Linked DNA regions of Mus musculus: all the other regions are linked to region 4. Evidence: chromatin contacts called from public Hi-C, HiCAR-type and promoter capture Hi-C data. All regions are on one chromosome and are shown on one strand. The core of a region is the stretch at or near the end of the contact, and the rest is flanking DNA. Distances in the headings are between cores, read along the strand shown.

Evidence for each region. Promoter capture Hi-C pulls out the DNA fragments that hold promoters and counts their contacts. Hi-C and Micro-C count contacts between places; a contact is called where the count stands out from the background. HiCAR-type assays count read pairs that join an accessible place to other places.
Region 1: a contact with region 4 is called in a promoter capture Hi-C map of pre-B cells, with 5 times the contacts expected there. The contact joins the promoter of Yae1d1 here to the promoter of Stard3nl in region 4. A contact is called at or near these places in 4 of 39 promoter capture datasets (the 3T3-L1 cell line, hippocampal neurons, liver and 1 more) and 1 of 115 datasets of contacts at active chromatin or transcription factors (astrocytes).
Region 2: a contact with region 4 is called in a promoter capture Hi-C map of cranial neural crest. The contact joins the promoter of Zscan12 here to the promoter of Stard3nl in region 4. A contact is called at or near these places in 1 of 39 promoter capture datasets (cranial neural crest) and 1 of 115 datasets of contacts at active chromatin or transcription factors (astrocytes).
Region 3: a Hi-C map of B cells shows a contact between it and region 4, with 6 read pairs. The contact joins the promoter of Mplkip here to the promoter of Stard3nl in region 4. A contact is called at or near these places in 1 of 39 promoter capture datasets (pre-B cells), 1 of 484 Hi-C or Micro-C datasets (B cells), 1 of 115 datasets of contacts at active chromatin or transcription factors (cardiomyocytes) and 1 of 9 other capture datasets (liver).
Region 5: a HiCAR-type map of astrocytes shows a contact between it and region 4, with 3 times the contacts expected there. The contact joins the promoter of Rala here to the promoter of Stard3nl in region 4. A contact is called at or near these places in 3 of 115 datasets of contacts at active chromatin or transcription factors (astrocytes, cardiomyocytes and embryonic stem cells).
Region 6: a promoter capture Hi-C map of pre-B cells shows a contact between it and region 4. The contact joins the promoter of Cdk13 here to the promoter of Stard3nl in region 4. A contact is called at or near these places in 2 of 39 promoter capture datasets (liver and pre-B cells) and 1 of 115 datasets of contacts at active chromatin or transcription factors (astrocytes).

What each region holds. Positions count from the first base shown.
Region 1 is chr13:17,991,946-17,994,645 of GRCm38.p6, reverse strand. It overlaps Yae1d1 (Yae1 domain containing 1), which reads left to right and starts at 1,295. Exons shown (of 3, transcript NM_025904.3): 1 at 1,295-1,465. The coding sequence starts at 1,340.
Region 2 is chr13:21,361,352-21,364,083 of GRCm38.p6, reverse strand. It overlaps Zscan12 (zinc finger and SCAN domain containing 12), which reads right to left and starts at 1,264. Exons shown (of 4, transcript NM_016684.2): 1 at 1,212-1,264; 2 at 33-504. The coding sequence starts at 434.
Region 3 is chr13:17,693,976-17,696,675 of GRCm38.p6, reverse strand. It overlaps Mplkip (M-phase specific PLK1 intereacting protein), which reads right to left and starts at 1,263. Exons shown (of 2, transcript NM_025479.6): 1 at 856-1,263. The coding sequence starts at 1,191. It overlaps Sugct (succinyl-CoA glutarate-CoA transferase), which reads left to right and starts at 1,911. Exons shown (of 14, transcript NM_138654.3): 1 at 1,911-2,037. The coding sequence starts at 1,944.
Region 4 is chr13:19,394,466-19,397,165 of GRCm38.p6, reverse strand. Stard3nl (STARD3 N-terminal like) reads left to right here and starts at 1,353. Exons shown (of 9, transcript NM_024270.3): 1 at 1,353-1,462. Gm40827 (a long non-coding RNA gene) reads right to left here and starts at 1,319. Exons shown (of 2, transcript XR_873152.2): 1 at 1-1,319.
Region 5 is chr13:17,942,900-17,945,599 of GRCm38.p6, reverse strand. Rala (v-ral simian leukemia viral oncogene A (ras related)) reads left to right here and starts at 1,383. Exons shown (of 5, transcript NM_019491.5): 1 at 1,383-1,583.
Region 6 is chr13:17,803,746-17,806,445 of GRCm38.p6, reverse strand. Cdk13 (cyclin-dependent kinase 13) reads left to right here and starts at 1,349. Exons shown (of 14, transcript NM_027118.1): 1 at 1,349-2,700. The coding sequence starts at 1,795.

The DNA of each region.
Region 1 (2,700 bases), core at 46-2,545, 1.4 Mb after region 4:
TGTATTTGTATGCATGTATGCCATGTGTGCACAAGCACTTTTGGAGGCCAGAAGAGGGCTTGAGACTCCCTGGAGCTGGTGTCACAGGTGGTTGTGAGCCATCACCCAATTGTATGTAGATGCCCAGAACCAAGTTAACATCCCCCAGAAGAGCAGCAAGTGTTTGTAATTGCTGAGCCATCTCTTCAGACCCTGTCCTTTAGGGTTTATCATGCAAGGGTTGAGTTGGATTTTTTTTATTGCATTTGTTTTCATATGGTGTGTGTGTGTGTGTGTGTGTGTGTGTGTAGGTCAGAGGACAATTTGTAGGAGTTTAATCTCTCCTTCCATCACGTGGGTCCTGGTGATTGACACCGTTCCTGGGACTTTACCCACTGAGCCAACTCACAGAAGTTTTCTATCTTACTCATTTCAATCACTATTTCTATGGCTTCCTATACTGCCATTTTGCTTCTAATTAAGATCTCTATATACATACACCTTATCACATTTTATATTTGGTTTTATACATACATTTATAGGATACAAAATTCTCTCTGAAGATAAAAAGTAATAACTTTGTGTAGGGGATAACTTATTGACAGAGCATATATTCCTTATTGGCAAAACTTTTGCCTTCAGGACAAAAATGTAAAATAAACTAAAACAGTAACCTGTTTCCTCTTCCCTCACAATGATTACTTTTTTCATATCACTTACAGTCTTCAAACTATGAGTTACTTATAAGTATTGTTGGCTAACTGGCCGTTTCTACACTAATAGGAAGTCCATTGGGACTGAGAACTTTTATTCCTATAGTGCGCTGTCCCAAAATGATGAGTGATGCGAAATAGGTATTCAAAACAAATTGTCAGAAAAATTCAGTTATCACATGACAAAACAAGAACGCTACTGATGTGCAGTTCTTCAACATGAACTCCCAGCCAGAAGTTGCTAAATGCTTGAGCCACATTCCTTAACTCTCCTAGTCAAAGGCTAAGAGGGAAATTGCCAATGGACGCTGGTTTTACAAAAGTGTTCCCATTACTTAATCTCAAACCGATCCTAGAATCAGCTTTCACATTCTAAAGTTCTTGGCTGCACGTGGGCGTCCAATGCCTTCAGCACTTGCAGAAACTGAATCTCAGCCCTTGAATGGTGGGACTTAGCTTGCAGCACCCAGCTAGCCCCACGCTGCCCATCCCAGAGGCGTAGGAAGAGACCCAACCCTTAGCCTCCAAGCCGCAAGGGGAGCCGCACACGCCCCTCCGTCCCACGCCTTGTCCTTTCGTCCCGCCCCCCGAACCGGAAGCACTTGCCCGGGTTTCCGGCGGCTCCGGGACTCGTGGTGTTCCGGGCGATGTCTTGGTTTCGAGCGGCTCCGGAGAACGCGAGCCCTGGAGACCAGGACGTGTTTGACGAGGAAGCGGACGAGTCTCTGTTAGCGCAGCGGGAATGGCAGGGTCACATGCGGAAACGAGTCCAAGTAAATGGACGGGACGCGGGAGAAAGGGACTCCCAGGCGGGACCCGGGGGCTCCCTGGCAGGGGCACGCACGCAGAAGCCTGGGCGGAGGAGCGCGGGTCTCCGAGCCAGCGCGCTCCAGTGTTGCCGGGTCTTAAGAATCCTGGTTGTTTCTTGGTGCTCTTTCGGAGCCCCACCGGGTTTGGAGCAGGGACATTGACCCTACTCTACAACGTGAACTTTATTCAGTCCCTCAAGAGTGTGCAGTTTGGGGTCGGGGGAGCAGAGGAGGAGAAATGCACACCCACTAGGCTGATGGCCCGCAGAGAACGCAGTCACAGAGAGTCCAAAGTTAGGCGTGATGTTATCAAGGCTTGGAGAAGGGTGAACTGAGAATGTTGTCAAGGGAAGGTAAGGGGGAGGTAGAGAAGGGAATACTGTTCCAGCTTTACTTTAAATGCGTTATTCAATCCGGACCTGTCTTGCCATTCATTGAAACTTGCTTAGTACTATTTGGGTAGAATCGGCGCTTTTTCTGGGTGAGAACTACTTGCTAAGATCTGTCTCCACATGGGGGTGGATTCCAGAGTATAAAGACCTGCGTTCGATCCCTGGAACGTACTTTGTGGAAGGACAGAATGGGTTTCTGGAAGTTATTTTCTGACCTTCACGCTCAAGGAAGTAAATAAATGCCTCCCTCAAGAAAAATAAGTAAATATATGTTACTTAACTGTTTAAAAGATAAGAACTGCATCCACCCAATATACTAGCCATTAAATTACCCTCTTAAAGCTGCAGTTATGTCAACCCTAATTTAATGTTCCAGTAAGTTCATATTTGTTGAGCCCAGCAACCATCATATCATTACAAAAATACCATAGGAATCCAGGGCTAAACTAATAATAATAATAAGACAAATCTCTATGCCACAGTTTAGATTAGATTTCTAAAATCAGACTTCCTCTTCACTGTTCCTAAAATAGTTCCCTCTTCCCAGGCCTTGCCAGCCTCCTTATCTATCCTATTCTAGTCCGTTACCAAGAGACCAGACATGTAGTTTCCCATTTCTGTGAAGACCTTGCTAACACAGTTTTTAAAAAAAACATAACAACTGATATTTAATGTTTGCACAGTAACCCTAGATTTCCAAAGTGACTTCCCCGTGTGGCATCGAGGCATCTGCCTGTCATCGATTAGGAGAGTGAGGAAGGTAGGATAAGGAGCTCCAGGCCAGCCTGGAAAACATTTTAAAAAAAT
Region 2 (2,732 bases), core at 15-2,514, 2.0 Mb before region 4:
AGGAAAGAGGACCCCTCCCCCCTTTTTCTTACCCGGTATCCTAGTTCATCAAGCTCTCTCTCTAAATCCTCCAGCACAGTCACCACCTCCTCCACACTCTCCGGATTCTGCTCCTGCACCCAGGCCTGCAGCTCCCCTGGCAGGATGGTCAGGAACTGCTCCAGCACCAGCAGCTCCAGGATCTGCTCCTTGCTGTTCAAGTCCGGCCGCAGCCACTGTCTGCAGAGCTCGCGCAGCCGGCTCAGAGCCTCCCGGGGTCCAGAAGTTTCCTGGTAGCAAAACTGTCTGAAGTATTTTCGGAAGACGTCTCTGTTATAAGTGTTCTTTTGTAGGTTCCTATCTTGTCTGGTGGTATACTTACATTCTTCCTCCATTTTTATTTCCAAAAGTCCACCCTGGTTCTTACAGACCTTGGTATCACTAGTAGATGTCATCGTAGCTAGATAAAAGATGTATCAATCTTTCAAGTAATAACTCCTTGGTAAATCTTCTTACCCAGTGGACCTAAGGGATAAGTCATCGTTACTAACACGAACTACAATAAGCAAATACCGCCTATTCTAAGAGTTAAGTGGGAGAGTTGAAAAGCTGCCCTCCGGTTAATCTACTGTATTGACTGGATTGTACGTGGACTTTCACAAAAATAGACAAAAGTGAAAAAGATGTCAAATTGTTTCAGGACTTCAGGGAGTAAAGCTTGGGAAGAAACTTACCTCCACTTACTCCTAAAGTGAACAACAACTAACTGAAATAAACAAAAAATTTTGGAATTAGCAGATAGCGTTGGGGAAGGGCAACCGCTGCCTGGCGGGTGGGAAGTTCAACTAACAGTACCACCAAAAATAACGGAAAGAGTACAAGAGTAGGGTACGCCTGCCTTGCTGCTTTTGATTTTTTTTTCTGCGTACCTGGCACAAATCACATATACATAGTACAGTCTCCCAACTGGCTTTAGTTGGAACTTAACCACTCATAAAGGTTAGAAGTTGGGGAGGGTGCTCTGCTTTTCTCCTGCCCCTCCAGTTCTGTGACTCTAACTTAAAGTTCTGCAGCGTGCCTAGGTCCGGGCCAGCTCCGCGCCCCAGGGGGACCCATAGGCAGCCGCAGCGCAGCCCGGGTGGCCTTTCCCCCGGTTCCAAGCATCTTTCTAAGGCCGAGAGTCTAGGTAGCAGGGAGCACCCTCCCCCCGCCTGGAGCACGAGCTCGCTCACCGCGTCGCTCCTGCGCAGGGAAGGGAATCCAGCCCTCCCAGGAACCGGAAGTCATCGCGGACTCCCACAAAGGCCGGAAGCGGTGGAGCCCTGTTGCTCCCAGAGCCACTCTAGGGAGCCACGGAGTTCCACTCAGTGGTTTGTCCTTACTCTGGCAAAAGAAGTTGGGATTTTCTGTCTAATCATAGTGAGCATGCCGGTCCTTATCCGGTTTCGCGTTTGTGTTTCAGTATCACTGAGATTAGTGATGTCTCAAAGAGACATTCTTCTGGTCAATGGGAAAAAATGTATTAAAAGGATAATTTAGTAAGTTAACAGGATATTATGAACACTAAAATCAGCCTTCATAAGTACGAGTGTGAATGAAAAGACCACAGCTACAAAAGCAACAGCAAAAATACTCAGAGCTCAAGAGATGTGCCACATTTACTTGGGGCTAACTTTAAAACACTTTAAAAGCCAAATATGAACATAAATAGGAGGCAATAAGCTTTCTTGGGTAGAAAAACTCAACAAAGCAGTCAGTACTAATTAAATATGTTTGCAACTATGGTATCCCAATAAACACAACCATTTTTCTAGAATTAAAAAAAAATGTTTGTTTGTTTGTTTGTTTTAATTTAAAAGGAGAGTCCAAAGAAAAATCCCTGAAAAAGAATAGTGGTTAATGCTCTTATCATGCACCAGAACATTCTGTGTTCTGGAAGTGAAAACAAAACAACAACAACAAAAATCTCACCCTGTTCTTAGCTAATGTACATGTCGAGGGTAACCAGAAAACCAAGCACAAGCTCTCAAAGATAGTAGTAATTTATTATCGAGCAAAATACATGTAGAGTGTGGCTTAGGACATTGATTTACATAACCAGAACAAAAGAAAGTAGTAAATCAAGACAACTTTAAAAAAACAATTAGTGGAAATGTAAGTTAGGTGGTGTCTTAGTCTGGGTTTCTATTCCTGCACAAACACCATGACCAAGAAGCCAGCTGGGGAGGAAAGGGTTTATTCAGCTTACTTTTCCACACTGCTGTTCATCACTAAAGGAAGTCAGGACTAGAACTCAAGCAGGTCAGGAAGCAGGAGCTGATGCAGAGGCCACGGAAGGATGTTTCTTACTGGCTTGCTTCCCCTGGCTTGCTCAGCCTGCTCTCTTATAGAACCCAAAACTACCAGCCCAGGGATGGCATCACCCACAAGGGGTCCTTCCCCCTTGATCACTAATTGAGAAAATGCCTTACAGCTGGATCTCATGGAGGCATTTTCTCAACAGAAACTCCTTTCTCTGTGATAACTCCAGCTTGTGTCAAGTTGGCACACAAAGCCAGCCAGTACAGGTGGGTTATAGCTATCTGGAAAATTCTTAGCCTTTTGATTGGTGAAACCAAGTGATCTGTTAGTACATTTCAAAGGGATTTACCTAAAAAGCAGAAGGACATTAAGGCAGACACATGGGTGGGCAATGAATGGTTGTAAAGAGCTATATGTAACAAAAGACAATTTGTCTCTGGACCTACAACTTT
Region 3 (2,700 bases), core at 14-2,513, 1.7 Mb after region 4:
AAACCAATTGTATATTTCTCTTTTAGAAATGTCTGCTATCATCTTAAAACCTTTCAGTTTCTAATGTGATAACCAACCCTGCAGCTATTAAATACAAATAAACCCAGTACAAGCAGTGGTTCACTGTATTCACTTCTTGGAAACTTACTTTTTAACCTGATAGGCTTCAAATTTCTAGAACTTTTATATTGCATGAAAATTTTCTATTCTTATTAACTCCAACTCATAAGGATTCATATGGGTGAGCATATTCAATTTTGCAAAACCACCGAGATACAAGTTGTTAGCTACTTCCTGTCTTGTATTCACTCATGGAGAAGAGGGGAAGTTTCCTCAATTTCAAATTTTCTATTTTTCCTTCAAGAGAACTTTGAGTAGGTATAAATATGGCTCGAAATAAAATAATTGTTTCTTTTAAAAAAAGCAAGGATGCAAAAACAAGGGAGGGACATCTGTAGGAAAATGGCAGTAGACTACAGTCTAGAGGTGCCATACTACACAATAGGGAATCATTTACTGTCCTCCCCCTAGGAATCCAGGACAATTCACTGAAATAAATGACAAAAAACCCAAAACCAAATAAAAACCTCTGGGGGTGGGTGGGAGAAGAAATGGAGGATTAAAGAAGTTTGTATACGAATGTGGTATGCTGGCTGAGAGCAGTTTCTGTGGACAGAGAACTAGAGCTCCGCCACTTATGGTAGTCTTAGATAATTTCTTTACGCCTCAGGTTACTCATCTGCAAAACTGGGCCAACGTAGTATCGGAGGATTAAACAATCCACGGAAAGGGAATGTTTCGTATCACGTCTGCCATCACAGGAAGAGTTCGGCAAACGCTAGCTATTGTCTTTACCTGGGGGTAGGTCTGCTGCTGCCCTGGGGAGTAGCCGAACTGATGCTGGGACCCCGCGGGGGACCTGGAGTAGGAGCCTGGGTAGCCGCCCGGGGACGGAGACCCGAAGCGGGCCCCCGAGAAGTTGCCGCCGTGCCGCGGAGACTGGCTGCTCCCGTACGGCCTAGCCCGGGGCCCGCAGGGCGGAGTGTGGTGCGGACTCCCGTACCCGTCCCGCGGGGAGGGCGGCCGCGGCCCCCCGCCCAGGGCACCCCGGAAGTTATTTCCGCCACCCCAACCTCCTATCCCCGGGCTGGGGTACGGAGGAGTTGGGGGTCGAAAATTCGGTCGGTGCATATCAGGAAACGAAGCCGCAGAGCTCACACGCCGAACGCCTCACCGGAACCTCTGCGATCAACCGCCAGAAGGAAACTGGTATTCCTCTATTTATACACCCTTCCGGCTCCCAGCGGACTACCGCACCTTAGTTCCGGCTGCACAAAGGTTCCGATCTCACCAAGTTTCTGCAAGAGGGCAGGTAAACAGGTCACTCAATGGAAGAATGGTGGGCGTGTCTGAGAGGAGGAAAGACTGTAAAGGGGAAACTAAATCTCCGGCCGCAGCACGAGCACAGTCGTCAACGGTCTTCCCGGAGACCCCCAGTACACGAAGACGGAAGCGGAAGAGAGGAAACCGATCATCAGGCCTTATTGGCTGTGAGGGTGGGAGAGGGGCGTGCGGGTTCCGAAGAGGGCGGATCAGAGGGGTAGGGCCATCCGTCTTGGAGGCTTCCGGGAAGCAAGGAGTGAAGCGTCAGCCGGATTCGGGGGCGGGGCCATGAGCCAAGAGGCGGGGCCGAAGGGTGTGAGGCGAGAGACTCGGTTGAACAGGATCGTCCAAGGGGGCGGGGCCGAGTGAGACTGAGGTGGAGGCCTGGGCGGAAGCGGAGGGCGTGGTGGGCGGGGAAGAGTGCGAGGGCGACCAGGGGGAGGGTCTTTGCGGAGGGGGCGGGGCTGGCGGCGGGGCCGGGCTGGCTGGGGGGGCGGGGCTGAGGGGGCCTAAGGTCAAGGAGGGAGGTCGCGGGGCGCTCTCGCTGGGGTTGAGGGGCGATGCTGTGGATGCTGGCCAGGGCGGTGGCTTTTCGGAGACCCGGCCGAGGCCTGGCCGGCGGGAGGGGGCTGTGGACCGGCCGCCCGCAGTCAGGTACCTACTGACACTGAGCGCTCGGGCTCCCTGAGGGGAGCGCTCGCGCCTCGGGGGCTCCTGTCGCAGGGCTCATGGCCATGGTCGTGCCCTGCTTCTCTTTTCCACCCCTGGCTTCTAATCCCCCAAGGTTTGGTAACTTAGGAAACAGCACCTCCCGCCAAAAGCTGAGTTTTAGAAAGCAGACTGCTGCCTTGAAAACTTAAGCGAGCCTGTAGTAATTAATGCTGGACTTGAACCCTGCGTTTACGTTCTTGTAAAATGGAAGTTGACGAGGTTAGGAAGTAGAAACAGAAATTTAAAGGGGAAAAAAAAACCCACGAAAACATACCCCAAACTTAAAAATCTTGTAATTATAAAGAAACGGGATAATTAAAAAATGCTATCTTCTGCATAAGATACCTGTCTTAGACATTCCTGTAGAAGAGTTTTGTGGTCTTTCCCTAACTCCTTCAGATACTAAAATCAACTTGGGATTTTAGGACTCATCACATTAGACCGTGGATATGTGAGGGGGTTATTGGTTTAGATTTTTGTGTGTGTGAGTGTATTGTTTGCGTGTATGCACATGCACCATTTAACGTACCTGATGCCTTTGGAGATCAAAAAAGAATCAGATTTCCTGGAACTGGAGAAAATTGTGGTTGTGAGCTACCTTGTGAG
Region 4 (2,700 bases), core at 104-2,603:
ACGGTGACAGTATTAGGATAGTGTGAGGTGTTTTAATTACTAAGTGGAAGGCGTCTGCATTACAGTAGTCACACAAGTTGCTTCACCTTGTCACCCAAATCATTGTATACAAGAACCCTGAACTTAGTTTGTATATATACACACACCCTAACCCTAACTTTTCTCATGCTCATCAATTTGAAAAAAACAACAACAACAACAAAAGCTTGCATATTATTTCTCTTCCAAAGGGTAGTAAATAGGATTATTTAAACTTTATGGGTGGAAATGAACACTGTAGCAACACTAGGGGCCCTTATCTGAAGACTCTACTACTAGGATTGAAGATGTATGCCTGAGATCTAGTCTGTTCTTTTGTTGTCATCTGCACCATAAGCAGTACTTGGACAGAAGTAGGAAAACACATTCACACATGTTTAAGGTAGCATTTCTCATACTAGCAATTAAAAAAAAAAATCCAAACAAACTGTATGTTTAAGGGCATAGAGATGGCAAGTTATATCATTGGCGCTGAAGACTTTTAGCATTTAAAAAGCAATGAGGCACATTTAAGGCTAGATGAAGAACTGAACTTGAGTGTTAACAAATATTTTCACATGTCAATGCAGGAAGGACCCATCACACAAAGACTGAGCCTTTGATTGGTTTATAAAAACAGTTCTCACCCAACTTGCACTGTTCAAAATTTTGCACGTATATAAATTCACATTTGTAATGTAAACATTATAAAAACGATTAAACTACTTTATAAGAGTATCTATTAAAAATACTATTCTTAATATTATTTTCCTCTAACAGGCTGAGAGTCTTCAGCACTCATAGTGCAATATATTTTATCTTCCTTTGTATTCTTGCATTTAAGGACGTAACTGTACCAGCTATTGGAAAAATCTAAAACATCACTTAGTGCCCAATGTCGTGTATAACAACTAAGTAAATACAGTTAGCCTTAACTATCAGTAAGACAAAGGCATTACTCCTACGTAAGACTGGGCTGATTGAGACTTACGGTCGAGTCCTAGAATAGACAAGTTCTTAGTGGACAGCTGAAACCAAGGGGCCAGGGCCTGAAATCCACTCTCAGAGTTACCCCTCACCGGCTGCAGCCTAAAACCTATCTAAGAGAAGCCTTCCGTAGAATTCTCAGGAAGGTAAAACCCACTAAAAGCCTGCTGTTAGAAGCTGGATACCTTAACAGGCTTTGGAGGCGCGGCTAGTCCTAGGCCCGCCCACTGCCTCCTTTATGAGCCATCTACTGGTCGTCCGAAAACTGACAGTTCTGTAAACCAACCCGCCGTCTCCTCTGCCACTATTCACTTTTCCAGCAAGCCGCAGCGTCTTTGCGTGACCAGCGCGTTGACGTCACGGACAGGGTCCCGCCCTGCAGCCCCGCCCCAGCCCCGCCGGCGGGGACCGCGGAGCCGTGTCTGCAGGCCGGCGGGCGGCTCGCGCCGCGGAGGAGGTAGGCTGTCTTTCCGCGCCCTGCTGGGCAGGTCGTGAAGCCAAATGCCTGAGGTTCCAGGGTTTGCCGGGCTCCCCAGACCTGGCCTTGGCCGTGGGGCCTGTGGGTGCAGCCGCGGAACGCGGCGGAGCGCGGGAGGGAAGCTGGCCCCGGGCCCACACCCACACTCACCGGGAGGCAGGTGGTCCAGCCTCGGCCCCGTGCCTTGCATCCGCATCAAGTCCAAGGTGACATGCGGGTGTAGGCCGGCAGGTACTGTCTGTTACTGGCCTTGTGCCTTCGTCAAGAAAAGCCCTGATGTAACAAAACAAAACGAAAATTAAAGCATGAGTCATGAATGTTCTAGCCATGGTTTCAGCTCTCCGCATTGCCCACTCATCCTGCCTTTAGTTTTTTTTTTTTTTTTTTTTTTAAATCTCAGTAGGGCTCTTTTTCTTCCTCTTTTGGTTGGAACATGGGTGGACACTGTGGAACTTTTCTTAGTGTTCTCTTAGTATGGCAGTTGTAAAGGCATTTGTCTCTGTTCACAGATGGAATCCATCACTTGACCCAGTACTAGTTTGGATAAGGTTAGTAAGGCTGATTGAATGAACACAGTAGCCGTCTGACCTCCCAGGGTACCGAGTTACTATAGCAAGTTCCGTCTGATGTTTTTGTTTAAGGTTCCTAACGGTAAATCCCATCTATGCTTCTTCTGTCCATCATCCACTTATAGAGCAAGATTTGATGACAAAGAGCAGTTTACAGTATTTTTGGCTGCATCTGTGCATAAGTAAAATGCTAGATAATCATGCCCATGAAGGGACAGTGTAGACTGTGCCCCCCCTACATAATATTCACACATATGTAATGTTTTGTATTGTAAGGAAGAATACATTTTTCTTTGAGATCTTCCTGTCTCAAACATGAACCTTTAAAGATTGCATTGTCAAAAGCATTAAAGAAATGGATTTAAAACTGCTCCAAGGACTTACCTTCTCAGGATAGTGATTATCATTTGGATTTAATTATTAGACAGTTTATATGATGCCACATGCTGTTTTAGGTGTTGAAAATTGAGTATTGAACGCTAGATAAGGTTTCTGTCCTCGAGTTCCTTTGATTTTAGTGAAGATAGAATATATGTGCAAATAACAATATGATTTTAGATAGGAATGAATGCTAGAAAATCTGGCAGTAAGGGACATTGGTGTGGCTGTGGTGTGGGATCTGGGAAAATGTCCCTGAAGAGGTGATGC
Region 5 (2,700 bases), core at 134-2,633, 1.5 Mb after region 4:
TGAGTCTGAAGTTCAAGGTCACCCCCCAGTTACATGGCCAGGACAAAACCACATACACAAAGTACACTTTTATCCTGCATCTTTCCAAAAACAAAACATTGACTTCCAATTCTCTTACCCTCCAGCTGCCCAGCAAACAATTCTTATTTGGCTTATGATGCTTATATGGCTTCATCATCTGGGAATCATCTTTTGGTTGGTTACTGGCACTATTAAAAATACCTTTCTCTTTCCTCTTCTGCAATAGTTCACTGTCTACTCTATGTTTGCTATACTGCCCAACTCCCCCATTAATCGGTCCTCCATTTATAAACTGCTTAAAATTTGATGTATCCAGCCATTCTACTTCCAGAATTTAATAGACACAAAAGCCAGCCATGACTTGACTCCTGTCTCCTTCTGTAGCCTCATCTTTCTCATCAGCTCTTGTAGAACTTTTAAGACAGATAAGTGGCACTCAGCCTTCTCCATGAACCACTGATCCCTGTTCTGCGGGGACTCCCTTTATTTGGATCCACATTTACCATCGTCTTTTTGTACTGGAAAAAAGATCATACTTAAGTTTAAAACTCTAACCTATTGTTAGTAAAGTTATCAAGTCTTCCCTCCATTCATACTTCCAAACGCCAAGTACTAGGTTTCTAGACTGCAAACTTGATTGAGTGTACATTCATTCCTTTAAGTAGTCATGCCAACCAACCAAGCCGTTGGTTCTTCATTTGGGGCCAAAGGAAATGAGAATTTTAAAGTCCAGGGAAGAACGTGTGGCCGCTAACAGACACTAGGCAAACTATCTCGAACTTGTGGGCAGTTTTAAAGAAAACAACCGATTCAGTTTAACTACTAATTTAAGACATTAGTGTGTTACGGAGCCGTCGCCTTATCTCAGTGCCAAATCTAGTGTCGAAGGGTCTACTCCAAAAGGAACCCGAAGCCCATATGCTGAGGCCAGTTCTCCACTCGGTCAGCTACCGAGACCCTCCAACCAGGACAAGCGACCAATCCACCAACTCGGACTTGATCTGCGACAAACCACGTTGCAGGCTACACACTGGAAAACTCTTGCAAGAGAACCTAGCAGCCCCCAGAAGCAAGATGGCGGCCTCCCCCTCCCCTTCTTTCTCCAGGAACCCCTCCATGTCCGGGGAAGACGAAAACACCGCGACACGGGAATCCCGGCACGGCCTTGGGGGGGGGGGGCGGGCTACGCCTCGCGAACCCGGGGACTCGCCGTGGGTCCACCGGGAGGCTGTACCACTGCGCCTCCCCCGCGCCCGTAGAGCCTTTGTTCGCAGTCGCCATGGAGTACTCGGCCCCACGGCCAGGAAGTGCGGCCTGGCGCCCCGCCCCGCTGGCCCGCGCCCCGGAAGTGATCTGCGGCGGCTGCTGCAGAGCGGCCGGGAGGAGGGTGGGTCTCCCTAGAGCGGAGCGCCGGAGTCCTCCTCCTCCGCCGCCGCCCAGGCCGCCGCCGCTGCCGCCGCCCTCCGGACTCCTCTTGCCGCGCCCCGCGCGGAACTCCGAGCGCGGTCCGATCGGCGCAGCCGAGGCCCAAGAGCCCGCGGGTCGAGCGGCTCGCGGTGCAGGTGAGAGCTCGCCGGCCGGGGAGGCCGGGCCGCGGCGGGGGTGTGTCCGACGGGCCGGGCCCGCGGCCGCCGAGATTGCACGTCCCGCCTGCCGCCTGGGCTGGGACCCGACTGCGCCCCGACAGCGGGCGGCGTCTCCGGAAGGTCACCTGTATAGCGCCGGTGGCTCCCAGGGCTGTGCCCGGGCGGTGCCCGCGACCTGGGGCCGCCGCCGCCGCCGCCGCAGTCCCTGCGCCGCACTCCACCCCGACCTCCCTCGCTTTCAAGCCACTCTGCCGGTACAGAGCGGCTGCTTTTCGAGCTTCTCTGCCAGTGTTTGGAAGGAATGGCGTTTTCAGACTAAAGTCTTTAGACGCGTCCAGCTGAATGCTCGAAGGCTCTTCTAGTACAGGTTTAGCCTTTAGAAGAGGAAGGGAATGTAGGCATTGTGTGATGGGGGTATCTTCCGCGTTCGGTGCCTGAAAGATGTCAAGGAGTAGAAGATACGATTTGTGTGCTTTACTTGGGCATTCGTGTGTTGGAGTGGGCGGGCGTGGTGGCGCTGAGGTGGTTGTGTTGTCGGGAGACTTAGGAGGAATTAAAGAATTTACTGGCCTTTGCATGGAAACCAGAACGTCCAGACTTGTGAGAGCTCATCTGAGTGTCTTTGAGCTACTGTGAGAACTCTGGTGCCACGCCCTACCTGTCAAGCCAGGAAGCACACAATTTACAAACAGTTTGGGTACGTGTGCCGGGAGAACCTTTATTTCTGTAAATTCTTTTCCTGTAAATAAATTACAGCTTTAATCACGTTCCCAAAATTGACTAACAGATTTATTACTCACAGTGTAGAAGGCATTCCCTTTGGCTTATGCTTGTTAATATGTACTATTACCTATGCTGTTTGTATCTGTTGATACAATATTCTTATAAATGACTCCTGTGACCCTTAAGATGTTTCTACGGCTCAGTTGTTTTCAGAGGAGGAGCCTTTTCATCTTCTCTGTTACCACGTAAAGTGCTCAGAACTCCCCACATTTCTTCACTGAATGGATGTGAATGTGTACAGTTGATGGAAAAGTCACTTTCCAGAAGCGATTGACTGTGGCTGGTACTTGCATACCAAGCAAAAGGTACT
Region 6 (2,700 bases), core at 100-2,599, 1.6 Mb after region 4:
GTCAGAAGTAGCTATTCAAACCTATCTTCTAGCAAGTATCTTTTGTAAACTTCAAAGTCTGAGCTTCCATCAGTTTGTGAGATGATGCTGAGGTCAACTTGATTACTAAGTATTTAAGAACTAAAAGCCAGCTGATGATCTGAATAAATTTGTTAAGGGGTAATTACATGTACCCACTGAGCAATGTTTATCTTCTTTCCAGTATTAATGACCAATAAGCCTTTTAGATTTTAATCTAATTACCCCGAATACCTAGCCTCTAACTGAAGGGCAATCTTAAGGCAAGAGATGAGGGCATTATGTAGCTGACAGCTCATAGCTTTAGTTAGATATAATTACAGGTGAAAGTACAAAGAGGGCAGCTTCCACTACTACAAAATGTTTTTAAGGTTCCTGGGATTTTTAGTAGTCCTCCTTGATATTTTGACTCATCTTTCAGATTTACTTAATGCTTTTGCTTTATAAAGAGATTTACTTATTTCATGTATGTGACACATCAGAAGAGGGATCCCCATTACAGCTGGTTGTGAGCCACCATACTGTTGCTGGGAATTGAACTCAGGACCTCTGGAAGAGCAGTGAGTGTTCTTAACCTCTGAGCCACCTCTCCAGCCCTGTGTAAGGCTTTTTAAAGGTTCCGAAACGTCAGTGTCGCGGAAGCTCGAAGCTATGAACACCAAGTATATTTTTAGGTTACGATGGGTCCTTGAACTTGGGCGTACGTGAGTCTAGTCAAGCTAACGTCACATTCGCCCTCTGTGGGGAGTCTGCTCTCACAGATGTTCCGATCCCGTGGCTGGGGAAAAGGTAGTCGTCAAGGTTCTCCCGGGTCCTGCCGTGACCTTTTCACTGGAGGCGAGCAACAAGCGCCATGAGTGGCGCCGGAGGGAAGGCCTCCAGCGACAGCACAGCGCAGCCCACGCCTCCTCTCCTTTCTTTAACCCTGCTCCTCCGTCCCACCCCTGCCGGAAGTGGAGTGGCTCCTCGCGTCACTTCCGGTGACGGCCAGGGTCCCGGCGGGCGCGAGCACGCAGCACCTCCCCTCGCCCGCGCTCGCTCTCTCCATCGGCGTCCCCGAACGTGACGAGCGTGCGCGCCGCCGACCTAGCGTTGGGTTTAGGGGCAAAAGTCTTGAGGAACGCGGCGAGTGGGTGGTGCGCGGCGAGGGCTCGGCCAGCCAGTCGCGTCGCCGTCCCGCAGGGAGAACGCGGAGGGCAGGGAGGGGCGAGCGGCGCGCGCGGAGCCCGCGTGGAGGGGCGGAGGACAGCGAGCCGCGCCCCCGCTCCGGAAGCTGCGCGCAGTGCCCTCGGGGCGCCAGGCCCAGGCCCGTCCGAGCGCCGCGGGGTGTCGCCGCCGCCGCCACAGGACGACGTGGACGCGCCGCGGCCGGCCGGCGACGGAGGCGTGCTGTGGTCGCGCCCACTGCCCTCCCGCGAGCTCGCCCCCGACGTCAGGACGATGGAGTGAAGCGCGGCCCGCGGTGGCACTTCCGCGTTGCGCCGCCGGAGCCCGAGGCCGCCGCCGCCGCCGCCACCGCCGCCGCCCGGCACGGCCGGCTTTCCGCCGAGGATAGGATCCTCCCGCGCCAGGCCCTGACGCCGCTGCGCACACACCGCGACTGGAACCGGGGACGCGCGTCCCGACCCGGATTATCGTGGCGCGACTCCCGGCCGGCCCTGCTGCTCGCTACCCCTCCGCCGCGGCTGCCGTCCCCCTTCCCGGCGGGGGACATGGCCAGGGTCTGACCCCGGAGGAGGCCGCACCCGCGCCGCACTCTGCGGCGGGCTCTAGGCGATGCCGAGTAGCTCGGACACGGCGCTGGGGGGAGGCGGGGGCCTGAGCTGGGCCGAGAAGAAGTTGGAGGAGCGCCGCAAGCGGAGGCGATTCCTGTCCCCTCAGCAGCCGCCGCTGCTGTTGCCGCTCCTGCAGCCGCAGCTCCTGCAACCGCCGCCGCCCCCGCCGCCTCTGCTCTTCCTGGCTGCCCCCGGCGCGGCCGCCGCCGCAGCCGCCGCCGCCGCGGCCTCCTCCTCTTGCTTCAGCCCGGGCCCTCCTCTGGAGGTCAAGCGGCTGGCGAGAGGCAAGAGGCGCCCCGGAGGGCGGCAGAAGCGGCGCCGCGGGCCCCGCGCCGGGCAGGAGGCGGAGAAGCGCCGGGTCTTCTCGCTGCCCCAGCCGCAGCAGGACGGCGGTGGCGGTGCCAGTAGCGGCGGGGGTGTGACCCCGCTGGTGGAGTACGAGGATGTGAGCTCCCAGTCCGAGCAGGGGCTGCTGCTGGGGGGCGCCAGCGCGGCAACGGCGGCGACGGCTGCCGGGGGAACGGGGGGCAACGGCGGGAGTCCGGCCTCCTCCTCCGGCACGCAGAGGCGCGCGGAGGGGTCGGAGCGCAGGCCGCGCCGGGACCGCCGCAGCAGCAGCGGCCGCAGCAAGGAGCGCCACCGCGAGCACCGGCGGCGGGACGGGACGCGCAGCGGCAGCGAGGCCTCAAAGGCCCGCAGCCGCCACGGACACAGCGGCGAGGAGCGGGCGGAGGCCGCCAAGAGCGGCAGCAGCAGCAGCAGCGGCGGCCGCCGCAAGAGCGCGTCGGCTACGTCCAGCAGCAGTAGCAGCCGCAAGGACCGGGACCTCAAGGCCCACCGCAGCCGGACTAAGTCGTCCAAGGAACCGCCCTCGGCCTACAAGGAGCCGCCCAAGGCCTACCGGGAG